Regions from separate parts of the Drosophila melanogaster genome. Here region 2 is linked to region 1. Evidence: chromatin contacts called from public HiChIP or PLAC-seq data. All regions are on one chromosome and are shown on one strand. The core of a region is the stretch at or near the end of the contact, and the rest is flanking DNA. Distances in the headings are between cores, read along the strand shown.

What was found. HiChIP or PLAC-seq counts read pairs in DNA pulled down with a chosen protein or histone mark.
Region 2: a contact with region 1 is called in a POLR2A S2P HiChIP or PLAC-seq map of the Kc167 cell line, with 3 times the contacts expected there. The contact joins the promoter of ssp3 here to the promoter of CG10600 in region 1. A contact is called at or near these places in 21 of 107 Hi-C or Micro-C datasets (the Clone 8 cell line, the D17-c3 cell line, the Kc167 cell line and 7 more) and 4 of 6 datasets of contacts at active chromatin or transcription factors (the Kc167 cell line and the S2 cell line).

Annotation. Positions count from the first base shown.
Region 1 is chr2L:18,838,103-18,841,468 of dm6, forward strand. CG10600 reads right to left here and starts at 1,577. Exons shown (of 8, transcript NM_136069.4): 1 at 781-1,577; 2 at 407-693; 3 at 1-56. The coding sequence starts at 1,291. CG31752 reads right to left here and starts at 3,208. Exons shown (of 3, transcript NM_165266.3): 1 at 3,117-3,208; 2 at 2,812-3,060; 3 at 1,526-2,750. The coding sequence starts at 3,176. The coding sequence ends at 1,827. CG33120 reads right to left here. Exons shown (of 4, transcript NM_176059.2): 4 at 3,298-3,366.
Region 2 is chr2L:18,942,047-18,945,827 of dm6, forward strand. It overlaps ssp3 (short spindle 3), which reads right to left and starts at 1,914. Exons shown (of 11, transcript NM_001299140.1): 1 at 1,237-1,914; 2 at 1-912. The coding sequence starts at 1,420. lncRNA:CR44740 (long non-coding RNA:CR44740) reads left to right here and starts at 3,654. Exons shown (of 1, transcript NR_124374.1): 1 at 3,654-3,781.

The sequences.
Region 1 (3,366 bases), core at 327-2,826:
TCGGAACTTCTCCTTCGATTCGAGTGCGAGGATGAGCTGGACGACGAGGAAGGAATCTGGAAAATATAAATTTGTAGTGCTTCATTATTTCTACTTTGATGGACAGCTGTGCAATCTTGTAGAGGTTTACTTAGCACTATGTAAACTGGAAAGTATACTATAAACATGTAGCGCATCAAAAATAAAAGGTTCTGAGAATTATGACTCGCTGTATTTAAGATCACGTGTCTTGCTTATTCGTAGTAAATGGGTGGTAAGACCCTGACAATACTTTTGTTTGTTAGTTTTACTAGAAATTGACATTTACTTATTAAAGAAATGTATGTTCTGGAAATCAGATCAGAGTTTACAATAAATCAACGTTTCTGTATGCGTTCTGCACTTTCGAAACGGTTCCTGGGCTCACCTTCTCCCGATCGCGCTCCTTCTCCCGTTCGCGGTCCCTATCACTGCGATGATACTTCTCCTTGCTGCGCGATGAGCTGGACTTGTGTTCGGCCTCCTTGGAGGATTTGGAGCTGCTCTCGCGATTCCTGTCGCGCTCCCGCTCCCTATCGCGCTCCTTGTCCCGCTCTTTGTCCCGATCCCTATCCTTGTCCCGATCCTTGCTGCTGCTGTTGTGGTTGTTGCTGCGCCGATTCTTGTCTTCATCCCGCTCCCTGTCTCTCTTCTTCCTTTTGTGGTTGCGCTCTTCTGTGGGCGGCGTTGGCGAGTGGGTGGGTGTGCAAATCACATTAGTTGACATTGGATTCGTGTTCTGCGAATTTCGCTTTACTTTACCTGTCTTCTCGTCCGTACTTGTGCTTGTTTTTGTTGTGTCTGCCAACGCGGTTGTTGTTGCAGTTGTTGTTGCGGCTGTGGGTGCCCCTGCAGTTGTTGCCACCGACGATGCTACTGCCTGTTCCTCTTCAGCTGCAGCTAGCATTATACGTGCATTTGTTGTTGGGTTATTTGCGTTGCCATCGCCTGACTGCAGTTGTTGTTGCTGTTGTGTGGGTAAAGTGTTGCCGTTTGTAGTTGTTGCTGCTGCTGTTGGTTCCACTGGCGTAATTGTTGTTGTTGCTTCTCGCTGTGCGCTTGTAGTTGTTGGACTGGCATTTCCGCGGGCATTTGCGTTGTTGTTTTCCACTGCCGACGCTTTGTTTACGCCCTTTTCAGGCGTCTCCCGCTGCTTGGAAGCCCCGACCGCTCCTTCCAGTGGCTTCTTCTCCGGTTTTCGTACATTTCCCGTGGATTCCTTGCCGCCGTTGGCCAATTCTACATTATTTTCGCCACCTCGAGTGTTCTCCATGTGTTTGTGTGTGCAGTGGCACACACACGCGCGTATGGGTGTGTGTGCGTGTTGCCCTACGCCTGTATTGAATATCGATCAGTCGGCCGTCTACGTGACGCCTCTCAGCTAGCCGTGTCTTTTATCTTACGCTCCGTTTGCAATTCACCCGCGCCCTCTTCCACTCGATTTTCATTCGACTGGCAGAATTTCCGCAGCGGCGTTTTCAGCGATTCGCGAATAGTTTTTTTTTTTGTTCTAGAAGCCGTCTCGCACTGTCGTTTTTCAACTCTAGTCTTCAGATGTGGAGCGTTTGTGCACACTAGTCAATAAACAGTGTTCTGTTAGGCGCCATCTAGCGGCAACCCGCGCAGATAGACTTGTGAATGAAAGAATAGATGGATATATCGTAACATCGATTGTAACGTGTAAGTGCGCCATCTATAGGCGAGTCATATTTGGCGCGTTATTTAAAAGTGCACATTTTGTAATTTGTTACTGCCTTTTTAAAGATCAAAATATATAAACATTGAATAAATACAATTTAAATGTGCTTTCAACACTCCCTTGTTATTTTTTGCTCTTTTTCAGCGAGTGGACGCTTAAAAGCTTTTTTAATTAATTCCGGGACCGTAACTAGATACTCCATGAGGGACATTTCGTCTTTCAGAGTGTTCAGATACATGCGCTGAATGTTCCTGATAACCGGATCAATTACTTTGTTAATATCTGCATCAGTAGGACTGTCTCTTAGATCCATTTTGGTAATAGCTGCATCACCAGGACTGTCACTTACATCCACATTGGTAATAGCGGCATCACTAGGACTGCCACTTAGATCCACGAGTTCTAAATCGTCAACCCCTAGGGTATCTAATTGGGCGCATTCGGCAGTGGGATCCACTTTCTCGGCTTGCGTATGAGACGTAATTTGTTTGCTCTTTTTGGGCTTGGTACTGCGTTCTTCTTCGGATGGTACTTCCTCCCTCTTATCCTTCACTTCAAGTGTAAACGCATTCAAGGCCTCTTGGACCTCTATTTGGGACCGAACAGCCGCTCTGAGATCGTCTCCGCTTTTCGCACTGATCACGGTTATTCTGGATGGTTTCGATTGGGATTCGTTGGAGGAGGAACACTTACTGCATGAAGGAAACTTATTCTGGAATCTTTCGGCAGCAGCCTGGCAATGAGCCTTAGCTGCATTAAGTAAATCAGAGTCTTTCTTTTGCTTCTGGTGGTGGTTTAAACGATGTGGGGTTATGTTATTATAACCACCCTCGACCTCACACTGCTCACTTTTACTAGATGGGTCCGCTTCATAGTTTTGATTCTTATAGAGAAGGTAGTCCCCACAGCTGTGTTCTATGACTGGTTTCTGCCTTTTTCTATCATTAAGGAGATATGCTGGAACAATTGCTTGCTTGGGTGTGTAATTTGAACTGGGTTGCATCATCACCTTTAATTTCGACTGGTGTTTCCACTTCCGTTTGTTAAGGTATTTGAAATTAAAAAAAAAAATTAATTTCATTATTGCTGCTTACCTTCTCATTTTGTGCCGGGTGATAATTAACATTGAAACATTTTTTGGAAAACAAATACTGAGCATGGTCTTCATGGTTAGAAGGAGACTCACGATCCTCCCACGAATGATCGCAATAATAGTCCTGCCGTATCTGATTTTGATTTGTCGTATAATTATGTTTGTAGGACTTTTGCACATTCTCTGAAGACTTCATTCGTTCCTTGCGGTAATGGTCCCTTAATTTATGCTCCTTGTGCTCATTGAGTTGCTGCATTAAATGTATTGCAACTATTAATGTTAGATCTTTTTATTCCAAAGACTCACTGATGGTTTCTGCGCCCCATGGTCCTTAAAGTGCTTACAACATTTGTTTTTTTTCTCCATAGTCTAAGATTAGAGTAGATTGATCAGGCGTACTAAATATATTTTTTTTATTGTCAACTATAACCCCGAATACTAGACTAAGCTTAAGCTTAATGCTACAAGCCTCAAACCATTTTTAACTACTGGATAAATAGTTTTTATTTCGCATACATTATGTATATAGAGATTGCCCTCCAGTCTTAAAAGAGAG
Region 2 (3,781 bases), core at 664-3,163, 100 kb after region 1:
TTGGTAGTTCGAGCGAAGATGGCTCTTGTTTGTTTAAGCTTTCCGTTGCGTCTTCATTGTCTATTGGAATGGTCACTTCTTCTAAAGCCTCATTTTCAATTCTATTTTGAGCTTCTCTTTCCTCCGCCTCCATGCGCATTTTCTCCCTGACATCCGCCAGAGTTAGATGTGGATCCTCCAAATCCGTTTGGGCATACTGCGTGCTGCGCAACACGAAATTAGATTTGTCGCCACTTAAATCTAGAGGACCCTCCATGTTATCAGATTGAGATGATCCTTGAGTAGCTCTCTTGCTGGCTGCAAAAAGTTCTCTGACATTCAGTCGCATTGCTCCCTTTGGCACTTGGTCATAGGCACGCAGTAATTTCCTGGGCGAAATCTGTCCATTATCACAGAACGGTGAGGTTTCTCCGGATTGAGTACCCGGAAACAAGGCTGGACTGGATTTGCCCGAGTTGTTGGGGCTGCAGAGACTTCTAGTCCGAACTCTGGGAGTGGGATTGCTCTTGCGCACTTCCCAAGCCAGGCTTTGGGGACGCTGTTGTAGTGGTCGAGATTCATAGTCCCACGACACTTTGAACCATTCGCAAAGCGCCTTAAAATCTCGCACATAGTTTTCAAGCACCAAAATAGTCTCTTGGCAACTGGAAATGTTTTCATAGCACTCCACTGTCTGATAAATCTCATTAATAGCTCTCTGCAAATTTCCGAATAGCAAGGCCCAGTATCTGGCCTGCAGCTCCGACTTCTTGTCCCTTCCTGTGGAGGCGCTGCGCACGCGTGGCCCACCACTACTGCCTCCGCCGCATCCTACACTGGCAGAGGATTTCAGACGTGGGGAAGTGGGCGATTGACAGTTTTTGGGCGTGCCGTTGGGCGACTTCGGTGGCACCATGGGTGGCTTTCGATAGCCTACAAAAGATTTAAGTTATTAATGGGAATTTCAAATAAAATATCATATTTGCTAAAAGTCGAACACTCGGTAATTGTAACGTTTTCATAAGGTTATGACATGAGGAATACCTAAATTAACCATTTTAAAACAAATTAAGCCTACTAATTTATACAACATACGTTATATATATTATAAGCAATTTTTTAGACAATAGTTGCCACTATCATGTAATGACTAAGCATTTTACATGAGTCTCTTCCTAAAAGTAATTTTATAACTAAGAGAAAAACTCCTCAAGTACCGGATATTCAATAGCAACAGTTGATGGTTCTTACAGTCACCGTTTAAAAGAACGCCTCCGCTTCCAACAGCTGGTCCATCGCCACCTGATCCTCCTCCAACGTCGCCGCCCGTGGATCCGAAACCACTGGTAGCACCACTTGAGGTTGTCTCATCGCAAAACTGGTAGACGAGCAGATTTTTCGCCTCTCTGCCCTCGCGACTCAAGACCTCACGCATTTCCATTGTTGGAAAGAAAACAGAAAAAGACCGAAAAGCTTGTTGTTTTTGCTGTTGCTGCGCAGCTTATGCCGGCGTCTCTGCCGCGTCGCTGCCCACGCAGCTGTTGCAGCTGTTCACGCAACTTTTGGTTTTGTCCTTTGTAGCAATCGGAATCCTGATGAACTGTTTAACGTTATAGACACTCCGCGAAAAACACTCGCTTTCACTTTGATTTTAATTGATTATTTCGTTTTTTTTGTTGCTCCTATTTCAGACGTCGCTTCTTTGTTGTTTTTATCGCAGAATTTTGCAACGCCAGTGGACTTGGTAGCATTTTCCAAAGGCGTAACGAGTCTAAAGAAACCGCGATGTGTTCAATCAATGCCTGAAAGATTCCCCTTCACTATTCCAGTTGTCTGCTGCTTGTCTTGTGTCGGTTAGAGAGAAATTAGAATTTTTGATTTCTGCCAAACTCAGCCGAGCAGAGCCAGCTGATTTAAGCGTTGGGCTGCAATTGTGCAATATCTGTCATTGGGTAATCGATAGAAGCTAAACTATCGATACGAGCGCGCACTTAATCGACATTATAAGTAAATTCAATTGTAAGAGCAACTTTTTGAGTATTCAACAAAAAAAACAGAAAAAATACCAAACACAATTATTTCACATTAACGCTTACAAAAACTTTCTATAAAAATGCACAATAATTCTTTTGTTTACAGGAGAAAAGTAAAACAGCGAAAGAGAAAAAAAGAACTCAAATTTGAAATTTTTGGATTACAAAATTGCCTTCAAAATTGGCCCTTAACCGCAAAGCTCCATCCGAAAGCTCACCGCGGGCGAGCGAGACAACCCGAGCTCCGGCAGAGCGGGACAGTTAGAGGGCGAGAATAATCGCGGCGAGTCGATGAACCGGTCTATCGGCGCTGTGCGCCTGTTACAATTCCGGTCTAAATCTAAATGATGCTGCTCACTGCTCTAGTTGTTCGAATCAGAAGCGCCGGCGGAGCGAAAAAGACGAAAGCAAAGAACCCGAGCCCGGAGTCGGTACTAGCTCCGCCCCAAACTCAACTTTTGAGCAGCAAGTACATATAATGTTTTTGTTTTCCAAGTATGTCCTACCTACCGACAGATATTAAAAACAAGTTATTTCCCAGACGGAAAGTATCATCTTCATGCGAGTATCGCACTCGTCAATTGAAGCGAGTGCAACGTAACCAACACTAATTTTTGAATTAAGGCATCGAACGGGAGAACGAAGTCGAAAAAGACACCGTCGTCACTTGAGCCACACAATTTCGATTCATGGACTCTAACGAACAGGCGGCCAGGCTCCGCAGCCAGCAACCCATGAGATTTATCGCGTTGCCAGTCACTCGACCTCCGATTTCGTTCCGTTTCAACTGAGTGTGAATTTCTCAGGCCCACGTACGTCAGTCTGTTTGTCTGCGCTGCGTGCTTGTTTGTTTGTTCGTTTGTTGCCTCGCCATGGAGTCGCTTTGAGAGGGTGTACTATGTATGTGTGAACGTGTGCGGGTGGAGCGGGGCCACGATGGAGTGGTGGTTTTGGGGAAATCATTCCGCGAATTGAGTGGTGGATAGAGTTAGACTCGGCGTTTCCGGAGCAGAATACATATTTGAGTTCACTCTGCGGTTTTCCCTTCTACTTCTTATGTCCGGTGTCTAATTTTGGTTTGGAAAATCCAACCTATAGAATTTAAACCATTTCAGATTTCCATCACAATTTAGCCACAACTATTTAGCCTTGATTTTATTAGACATTAGACAGTTAAATTAGATGTAATACAGTGGGACAAAAGAGAAAAAAAGTACTACTTAAATTGAAGAATTGAAGTAATGGCTTTAATCTGATTCGCTAAAATTTTGATTGCATTGGCTCTACAAATGTGGACTTTAATCGATTTACTTTATGTCAACAATTTTAAAACCGCAAAGGCGCAGAGTGGTACAATAAATAATAGGAAATATTTAAGTTACTCTCACCAAAGGTTACACTGTGGGATCTTATAAAGACGTACATCATAAAAAAAAAACAAGAGAGAACGATATAGTTAAGTTCACCGACCCGTTACACAGTTAGTCTAAGTGGGAACGAGAATTTAACATTTTTCAGGAATATCGGTAGAATTGGGTATAAAGTTAATTTTAATGCATTAAGTTGCGGACGGGATATATTGGGCTATTCATATTTACACTTAACCAATTTTTGAACTGCCTGCATACAACATCATTTTTCTCCAATCATGATCGAACCTAATTTCAAAATTTCCTGATTTTCCCACTCAAAGTTAGATTCCTACATTCCCTATACAGCAATTTCCTGAGGTAACTCTGAGCTCAAATTTTAGAGCAGGACGCAACATA